Regions from separate parts of the Mus musculus genome. Here region 2 is linked to region 1. The links are chromatin contacts, called in public promoter capture Hi-C maps. All regions are on one chromosome and are shown on one strand. Each heading gives the region's core, a stretch centred on a gene start, on an enhancer-like site or on the middle of the called end of the contact. The rest is flanking DNA. Distances are from core to core; before and after follow the strand shown. Region 1 holds the start of Serping1 (serine (or cysteine) peptidase inhibitor, clade G, member 1). Region 2 holds the start of Slc43a1 (solute carrier family 43, member 1).

What was found. Promoter capture Hi-C pulls out the DNA fragments that hold promoters and counts their contacts.
Region 2: a contact with region 1 is called in a promoter capture Hi-C map of embryonic stem cells. The contact joins the promoter of Slc43a1 here to the promoter of Serping1 in region 1. A contact is called at or near these places in 3 of 39 promoter capture datasets (embryonic stem cells and liver), 1 of 484 Hi-C or Micro-C datasets (nephron progenitors) and 3 of 115 datasets of contacts at active chromatin or transcription factors (CD8 T cells and embryonic stem cells).

Annotation. Positions count from the first base shown.
Region 1 is chr2:84,772,438-84,777,329 of GRCm38.p6, forward strand. Serping1 (serine (or cysteine) peptidase inhibitor, clade G, member 1) reads right to left here and starts at 2,992. Exons shown (of 8, transcript NM_009776.3): 1 at 2,926-2,992; 2 at 2,303-2,377; 3 at 694-1,207. The coding sequence starts at 2,353.
Region 2 is chr2:84,837,328-84,842,190 of GRCm38.p6, forward strand. Slc43a1 (solute carrier family 43, member 1) reads left to right here and starts at 3,299. Exons shown (of 14, transcript NM_001083809.1): 1 at 3,299-3,678. The coding sequence starts at 3,447. D930003E18Rik (RIKEN cDNA D930003E18 gene) reads right to left here and starts at 2,881. Exons shown (of 2, transcript NR_165656.1): 1 at 2,421-2,881; 2 at 1,523-2,326.

The DNA of each region.
Region 1 (4,892 bases), core at 1,742-4,241:
CTGAGGAGGACAGTCTAGTTATCATGCCTGGAGAGTTGGGAGCTACCAGCTATGGTGGGACATTAGGATTTGGGGATGTCAGGAGAAGGGATCTTGTACGTGCAGTCTCTAGGAGTCTTTCTGGAATTTTCCTTGTTGGGGTATGACGAGTGTCATACCTCTCTCTCCACTGCCTGTGGTAATTGGTAATTGCCTTTTCCCAGATGAGTCACTCTCCTGAAGACAGAGGCTTTTCACCTCCCTACATGACTGTGGTAATAAGCCACAGTCAAGAGAGGTTAAGTGATGTCCACGATTTCGTAGCTAGAAAGTGTATCATGTGATTCTATCTTAGGTCTATCTCTGGGGATTTCATCTCTTAGTACCTTCCATTGCTTTGAACCATGATTGGTGACTGGGACCTTATTTTATATATCATTAATGAATCCATAGGGGTTTAGTTTATAAGCAATTGTACAAGCCAGAGAGATAGCTCAGTCATTAAAGGTGAAGCTCACAACCAAAAATATAAGTAATAGTACCTAATTAAATCACTGTTAAATGAAACCATGTTCAAGAGTGAAGGCCTATCACCCCTACTATGTAGCCCATTTTACAGCTTCTTTCTGGAGGCACAGCCTCGCAGAAGGTCTGTGGTTGGTGATCCCCATGAAAGCGTCCCCCTTACAGCCTGGACAGAAGTCAGAGTCTTACCAAGAAGAACCTGTGTGAGGAGGCTGGCAATGCTGAATGGGGAAAAGGCCATGTTGGTCTTAGCCATCTTGGTAGCTGAGAAGGCGTGGTAGAGCTTCACAGAGAAATCTGTCAAAGCCTCTGAGAGCTTTGCCTCTGAGGAGTCTCTGTCTGAATCAGAGCACTGAGCAAGCGGCTCCGGGCAGAAGGGTTCAGTAGTAGCCTGGGTGGGAAGATCTGAGGCAGTGGAGGGCTGGCTGGAAGAATTCAGAGGGGGCTGTCCTGGAGAATCTGTGGGTAGCTGAGCAGCTGGCTGGCTGTGCTGGCTGAAGGACTCGTTGGCTACTTTACCCATGGTGTCATTTGTTATTGTGATGGCTACACTGGTTGTTGGCCAGGTAGAGGGCAGTACTGTAGGCTCTGGGGGACTCCAGGAGTCATCTCTTTCAGGGAAGCTCTCTCTGCTTTTCGCTTGAGCCTCCAGTGGATCCTGGGTGCTGTGGCTGGTAGCTTCGGGATCTGAGAAGGCTCTATCCTGTGGTTCAAGAAGCAGTGTTTCATTTCCTGGTGAGCCACAGTTCCCTCAACCATTCCAAGCAAGAAGAGATGATTGGAACATATCATCCCAGTTGCTCCTGGTATAACCTGGCAGGTGAAACCTTGGACCAACCCCACAATTCCTTCAGAAATAGGCAATGCTGGGGGAATTCTCTGCAGGAGATACGAGGCAATTCTGATTTTGGTTATCAGTTATCTGTGTCCAGTGACCGCCGTGCAAGTAGCTGTTTTCTTGTAAATATCAATTTGTTTTGACTCACTTGCCAGACTAGTGCAATTGTGAGTCTTATTTTAGGACTGTGGATTTTCCAAGAGTGAATGCAGTGCACCAGTGGGAACTGAAAACAATTAGTATTCCAAAAGGAAAGGAAGAGACAGTGGGGGCTAGGTAACCCCTGTCTTCTGGGCCTTTGGGAAGTGGAGACAGGAGAATCTCCTTATGTGGCAGTATATTCAGAAGTGGGAAGGAAAGTGTGTAAAATCCAGATCCCTTGCTTAACTAGACGTTATGTGCTAACTAGCTCCTTACCCAGTGTCACCCAGGATGCCAGCTTCCAGCATAGTCCACTGCTCATCCACCGTAAGCAAGCGCTCACAGTTTTCATTAGTTGACTTGTTATCCCTGTCCTACTTGGCTACCGGGACCACAGTGTTCTTAACCGTGGTGCGGGTCCAGGTCTGTCTGCTAGCTTTCCTCCTTGCATCCCGCTTTCTACAGACCCTAGCTTAGAAGAGACCATCACAGCAGCACCAGGGGTGGAGGGTGTCTGTTTTTCACAACTTGGGCTTGTTCTTCATCTTCCCTTCTATGACCCATCTAAGCCTGGCTGATGGGTCTATGTATTCTCCTTTTTACATAGTGGATTAAGGAAGCCCAGAAAAGGGTCCTGCCCAAGGTCATTCAGCTAACGAACCTTCCAATAGACAACCCAGTCCCTCTAGACCCTGGTCTAACGCTAGTTCAAGACTCGAACTTAAGATTCCCTGGAGAGGCTTCCCTCCTTCACCAAGACCTGAAGAGTTAATTCTCACTCCTACCCCCACCCCACCCCCTCACAGGGGGACCACTTACCCCAGCCAGCAGCAGCAGCAGGAGGGTCAGTGGGGTCAGCCTGGAGGCCATCTGGGCAGCGATGTCAGCTGCGTCCTACGAAGCCAGTTAGCCTCAGAGCCAGCCTTGGAGCCTAGGAGCTCAGGGGTCCACCCCATTCCCGGGCCCGCCCCCATTCCATTCCAGGCCTCGACCCTTCCAGGGTGTGTTCTCTCCTCCTCCCTCTGGGGCAACCTTCTCTCTGTCTCCGCCCTCTGTTTTGTTTTCCCCAAACCGCTTCGCTTTCCCGGCACCGGCTGGCCCTTCTCTCCCTTCACGCCCAGGTCTCGGCCCATCTGTTCAATCTCCCTGCTCCGCTTAACAGAACAATAAGCCAGAGGCTGCAGGAGGAGGCCAGGGCGAGCTGGGCAGCACAGCTCACAGCTTTGAGGGAGGAGGAGGGGGAGGGGGGAGGAGGAGGAGGAGGAGGAGGAGGAGGAGGAGGAGGAGGAGGAGGAGGAGGAGGAGGAGGAGGAGGAGGAAAGCTCAAGTAGAATCAAGTGTATGGAAACTACAGAAATAACAAACGGGATAAGGAGGCTGGAGATCTCCCTGCCAAGCCCTCTTTAACTTTGTGTTCCTCCCAAAGCCCCCTATTACCAAACCTGGTCCAAGTTCTTGGTCACTAGGCAGCTTCAGGACAGACTGAGCAGACAGTCGCAGAGAATCAGTGTGTGGGGGGGGGGCACTCTCAGCTATTGGCTGGTTTAGGACACAGCCCAGTTAAAAATTAAGGATGATTGATTGCTAGTGTGAGTTCCTGTAAATCCGGATGGGACGGATGGGACGAGTCTCGAACTGTGGGCCAGTTAGCCCGGAGTTCCTCTTGGAATGGGGTAGGATGTGACCGGTTGGGATAAGGAAGCTTGAGTGACGCTCTTAGTGATCTTAGTGTTTTGTGGATCAAGATAAAGGCAGAAGAAGCACACAACGTGCCTAAGGTTTGACAATGGATGAGCTTTTTGAGATTAATGGGTAAAGCAAGCCTTTAGAAATAGGCCAAGCCTTAGAAGTAGTTAAATGGCCTTCCATTGCTCTCATTTGGAGATATGCCAGCCTTGGGCCCGAATCTCCTAAAAACCTAATGGCTGCTGGATCTTCCCCATTCCTACACGTAATCACCGGCTCCAGTTTCCAGCCGAGCCCTGGCTTCAACCCCTTAGTTGCACAACAAAGCAAAACAACCACAAAAACCAACAACCGAAACAGAACATTAACCCCAAACCAGCCCCCAAACCAAAAGACCAAATTCTGAGGTACATGTCTTTGTGGTTGAGTTGTCACCATAGGCCTATTGTGGGAGACCCTGGCAAGGAGGAGCCCAGTTAGACTTGAATTTTAAGTAAATTCCATGCAATCTTGTAATATGCTGGTGATAAAACTTTTTGCCATTTGTTTTGTATCTAAAATTCAAATTTGACTGAGCAGTCTGAATTTTTTTTTTGGATCAAACGTCTTCTGCAAAAGCAGGCTGTTCTCCCTGGAAACGCGCTGTAGCTTGTGAAGTTCTGCGACTGTCTAACTGTAGGCCTGACCCTTCCTGCCTTCGCCTCTTTCGGGAAAGTTTGTTTGTAGCTGGAGATCCGATACTCAAGGAGAGGAGAGCATTCATATCTTCCCTCGGACCTTAGAAAAGTCTTCTACCTCGCTCTGTGCTTTTTTTTTTTTTTTGGTTTTTCGAGACAGGGTTTCTCTGTATAGCCCTGGCTGTCCTGGAACTCACTCTGTAGACCAGGCTGGCCTTGAACTCAGAAATCTGCCTGCCTCTGCCTCCCGAGTGCTGGGATTAAAGTCGTGCGCCACCACGCCCGGCTGCTTCATTTTCTGTAACCACTCCAGGAGCTGCTAAACTGTAGGGAGTTTCCATAATCTCAGAGCTGCAGGCAAATTCTACTTTGTACCCCAGGCTCCAACTGATGGCCTTGAGGCATGAGGAGCTGAGGATTCTGGGAAGTGGGTGAGCTACACTAAAAGTCAATACATTCATTGAGTTATTACATCTTTGTGTTTGCCCTGCCATTAACTCTCATAACACCCAGGAAGTAAGTACTAACATTGATCACATCTTAAATGAGGTATTTATTATTTGTATTTTAATGAGGCACTGAATCCCTCTGATACTATGAAGCAGACTTGACATTTTAGCTCTGAAGTTGCCTATGTCAGGCATTTTGGTCACAGAGACTTGACATAACTAGTATAGAAAATTGGTTTCAGAGTAAGATAATTTCTTAACCAAATTTATTCTTGTGCTATGGAGGCCTTTGGAACTAGTTTGTGGAGAGGATAAGGAGGAATTAGGAAGTGAAGGTGAGGGAAATGTTACAATATTATAAATGCTACTTAATGGGCTATTTTGGTGAAGGTTTGGAAGACTAAACACCAACCAACATGTAGACAGATCATGAGGTTTCTGGTAGCAATAAGGATTCTATTGAGAAATGGACTACATCCAATCCAGCAAAGAATTTGGCCATGCTCTGTTCGAGTCCTGAAATTTGGGGTGCGATTGGATTGAAAAGTAATAGACTAGCATATTGGTAGGAGAACTTTAGAGACAGAATCAGGAGCA
Region 2 (4,863 bases), core at 2,049-4,548, 65 kb after region 1:
CTTAGGTGTTCTGCATATGCAAGCGGTGAACAGAACAAAGGCTCCTGATTTCACAGGAGTCGGAAGATGGGAGCATCAGATGGAACTTGGAGTAGCAAGCCTTCCAAACACAGGAGTTCATGGACACTAAAGTCTTACGGGTGGGACTCACAACCTCACTGAAACTTCAGTGCGAATGTCTGTGCTTGTGTCCACAAAGCATCTTCATAGATAGTGGATTAATGTTTCAATGTGGTCATCAAGAGGTGGTGATGCTGTTGAGTTAGAACCTTTCCTGTGGGGTCCCTTGTACTGAGCTAAGGAATTTGACCCTGAGGTCAAGCGTGTAGAAGCAAGTATATATATGCTTGTGTGTGTGTATGTGTGTGCGTGTTTATGTGTGTGTATGTGTGTGTGCGTGTTTATGTGTGTGTGCGTGTGTGTGTATGTGTGTGCATGTATGTGTGTATGTGTGTGTATGTGCATGTGTATGTGTGTGCATGTGTATGGGTGTGTATGTGTGTGTGTTGTACTTCTGGACTGGAACACATACATATTCGAGAGCTCAATTGCTCAGCCACACCCCTTACCCTGCAGCCAGCGAGGCATTTTAAGAAGTAAAACCATCAAAGGCTGACACACGCTTTTTTGCCAGAGAACTTCCCGTGCCTTTCTACTGCCAAGCTTTTGCTTTGCTGTTCCTTCACCTGGCTCACAGGAATGAAAACACCAGCCAGCCAGGCCTGCCTCCAGTCTCTGTGGTCTAGCTGCAAACCTTGTTTACTCTCTGTGTGAGAACGTGTGAGGTTTGAAGCACTCTTTGATGAGCTGCATATTTAATAACTTTTGTTCTGGAAAGTGCCCATCACGTTGCAGTCACTTGGCAATGTCAGCTCCTTTTTTGGTGTGGTGGCTCAGCAGCTCCTTCCTGGCTACCTTTGTGGAACTCTGCACTGTTTCAGGCTCCTTCAGAGCTCTGTGAATCACACTTTTTTTTTTTTTTTTTTGAGACAGGCTTTCATGTAGCCCAGGCTGGCCTCTTGCAAATTGAACACGACCTTGAACTTCTGATCCCCCTTGCCCCTACCTCTCAGACGCGTGCCACTAACCCTGCTTTGTGCTGTACTTCAGATCAAACCTTCAGGCTTAGACATGCTAAGCAAGCATTTTACCAGCCACACCTCCCACTCCCTGCCCCCAACCCCAGGGTTTTCTCTGTGTAACAACCCAGGCTGCCCTGAGACCAGGCTGGCCTCAAACTTGAGAGCTCTGCCTGCCTCTCCCTCCTGAGTGCTGGGATGAAATGCGTGCACCACCAGCTCTGGTCCGTCCTTTTCACTCTTAATGCACCGAGTTAACCCGTACCCGTATTTTCCTGCAGCATAATTACTTCCTTAATCTGTCCAAACAAGTACTGAATAGCGTTCCTGTTTTACAGATGGGGAAATTGAGGCCAGGTGGACTGAATGGTTTACCAAAAGATCAATCATTTAGCGACAGGAAGCACCTGATCACTGAATCTTGCGAAATAATGACAACAGCGGCAACAATGAACATTTATTATGCTCACCAAGTCAAGTGTACCCAGCATTAATTACTACTGCATCCTAATTCTATCTCCTCTTGACAGGCCGGCAAATGCTGTTATCCAAATTTATAGAGAAGGAAACAAGCTTTGAGAGATTAAGTTGCCCAAGGTAACTCGGGCTAGACAGCTTTCAAAATGCAGACTCTTAACTGGAGCATATAAACTCCAAAAGAGTTCCCGACTCTTTTGGAAAAGAATCCTTTTCAACTTCACAGTTCAAGACCCCACCCTAGCCTTTCCAGCATCCAGTTTAACTTCAGCCAAGTTTTTGGTTGTTTTGAACAAAGATGTAGAGAATGCTGTCAAACGTTAGTTCAGGGGGTCAACAGAGAAGCTGGGGGTCGAGAGTGGAAATTTAGGCGCCCCGGGCGCACTGGGTAAGAAAAGTATCTGGGGACCAACAGGCGAGTCACGTGTGCATGAAACTCGACCTAAGGGGTGGGGAAGGACGGGAACCCCCGCCCCCACCTTGGGGCGCTGCTCCCAACGCCTGTAAATACAGCTATCAACTCCGCAGATCGCGTAGTCCATGCCCTGGCTTCCCGGCTTCACCTATCTGTGGCGCCAGGACGGTTCCCAGATCCACTGCTTCTTTCGAGGGCGCAGACGAGGTGAGACCGGCGGTTCCGAGGCCCGCTGGGTCTGGCACGCAGGGAAGACACCCCGCGTGGATGCGATTTGGAATTGGGATCCTGGGTCTCAGGAGATCCGGAGTGTGGAAGCGCCGGGGAGACTCTGTGTTACTCCGGGTGTCAACAGCTGCGGGAGGCAAGTTTGTCGGGGACAGGTGAGCAGCTAGCGCAGCTCAAAGTCACCCAGCCACACTTGCAGGTCCCTGTGAAGCGTCCGTTACCTGAGTCTCTGGGCACATTGTTCCCTCTGTCCGACCCCTTCATTCTCCCCTTCTTCTCTTCCACTCTGTTTAGAACCACGGTTGTCATTATAGGATGGGACCTCGGGGATCCCTGATTCAAAAGCCCCGTTTCACAGATGAGGGGCTGGGCCACCCCCTAGAGAAGGGTCTCTTTCTCTTCGTCTTTCTTGTTTGCTCTTCCCCTGATCATTTCCTCTAGGCTCGCCCGGGTCTTGCTTCGGGTCCCCGGGTCAGATCGCCTCCCTTGTTGGCGGTGGCTACCGCGGCCCTGGAGGGCTCGGGTTTCTTCGTTCCCTCTGGTAAACACACCCGCCCGCCGGCCACCCCATCTGCCTCCTTATAAAGTATGTCCTTATAAAGTCTGCAGGCACCGGACTTCCTGCCGGAGCCCAAGCCCCCTCCCAGGGACAGAGGGGCTGGCGCGTTCCCAGGCGCGCGGCGGAATGAGGGGCGCGCGGAGGCGCCACGGGGCCCGCCCAGGGTCTCCCTCCACGTGGCAGCCGTGGGATTGGCCCAGGAGACAGGACGAGCGCCGCCGGCTGTGTCAGGCGGGAGGAAGTTTTCTACCCGGGCTCTGGAGAGGAGGAGTAGAATGAAAGGCGTAACTAGAATAGAGGGTCTCGGGGTAGCCCCAGACTTCCCTTTCCGCCTCCTGCTCGCTTCTGAGAATCCGATCTGGTGCCTAGAGGCTGGCTAGCTGTGGGCCAGAGGTGGCTACAGAGCACGGTGTGCCCCTTGGTGACTTTGAGAGACTTTGGGAACTTGGGGGGTTGTCTCCTGGAGCGGGATCGGGGCGCCCTGGCTCGGGTAGGCAAGCCCGGCAGCGCGCCAGGAAGTTGCTTCGCTCAGACCAGACCTTTCTGGTTCCTGATAGCGCCCTGCGGGCCAGTGGCGCGTTCGCTCCTGGCACTGCCAGAGCGCGCGGAGCCAGCTCCGCAGCACCGGGCTCTATGGGGCCTCCATGAAGGCTCCATCTCTTTGGCTCCAGGGGTCTCAGGAGCCACCATGATGGAGTACCCTTCCCAAGGGCCGCTAGGAAGCCCTTCTCTGAGCGCTCTGTTTCTCTGCAGAGTCTCGGCCACCATGGCTCCCACGCTGAAGCAGGCGTACCGCAGGCGCTGGTGGATGGCTTGCACCGCTGTGGTGGAGAACCTCTTCTTCTCCGCGGTGCTCCTGGGCTGGGCCTCCCTGCTGATCATGCTCAAGAAGGAAGGCTTCTATTCCAGCCTGTGCCCAGGTATATCTGAGAAGGGTGTGGGGGTGGGAGGTGAAGACCGCGAGGGACGGTAGAAGGAGGAGGCAGGAAGTTGGAAAACAAGGACAGGTGGTCAGGCAGAGACAAAGCGACAAAGCAGGGCTGCCCAAGACCGGAACACTGGGCAGCTAGGAATTGGACAGCCTCACTTCATGATCTCTTCAAACTTCAGGTGCCACTCTGTCAGGATTCTCTGATTCAGTGATGAGTGAAAGCCAAAGTCCCACTAGGCATACATATCCTGAGACTGATTGCCTATGACAACCTTCTGTCTAGAGTAGTCCGTAGACTCTTAGAAGTTCTGCACCTACCTGGATAAGGAATGCTCAAGTTAAACAGGTCTTTTGTGTGTGTGTGCTAGCAAGCATTGAACTACATCACCAATACACAGAGAGTTCTTAATGAGATCAAACAGAAGTACACAAACTGGAGAATGGACGTGAAGGACCTATACTCTTGGTCTTTTCAGGACCTTGGAGTTCCCAGGTCTACAAATCATCCCTTTTGTACAAAGTTAAAAGCCTTATTTCCTCTAGAATGGATATTTGTGGAGCGTTTGTTTCTGTTTTCCACACCAATCACCTTGGTCTTGTGTAAAGTGACCCGGACCTGGAGTGGGAATTCTAAACTCTTTGAGAATAGTTAGTGCAGCCAGAGGCTGCCTGTCTGCATCTGTCCGTCAGGGAGGGAGCGCCTCACTTAGTGACTGGGACTTGGTGGATATTTTTCTTTTCTGGAAAGGAGAGTGTTGTGCTCAGTGAAGGGGCTGTGTGGTGTGCAGTTTGATGTCTCTCCTGTCTCTTTCCCCACATCCTTGTTGTGGAAAGAAGGCCAACAGGGATTGGAATCCCGGCTTCCATCTCATTTAACCAGTGAGTTCCTTGCAAATTGAGTGTCCATTACCTAGAAACAATAGTAACATCAGTTCCCTGGATGACTAAGTCTCAACACACATGTGAATGTCCTTCTGGCTTCTCCTGACTCTTCAGCTCAACCTGTTGCCTCATTGCTTAGCCTGTGAGTGTGGGAGGATGGAAAACCATTTCCTTGAGGGTGGAGGTGAGGAGGTCTTGATATCTATCCTTACTTGCAGCTCCAGCTATACTGTGGGGCTGCCCCACCCCTGCTGAAGTTATCTCTAAGGAAGCAGTGGGTTGCACCCAGCTA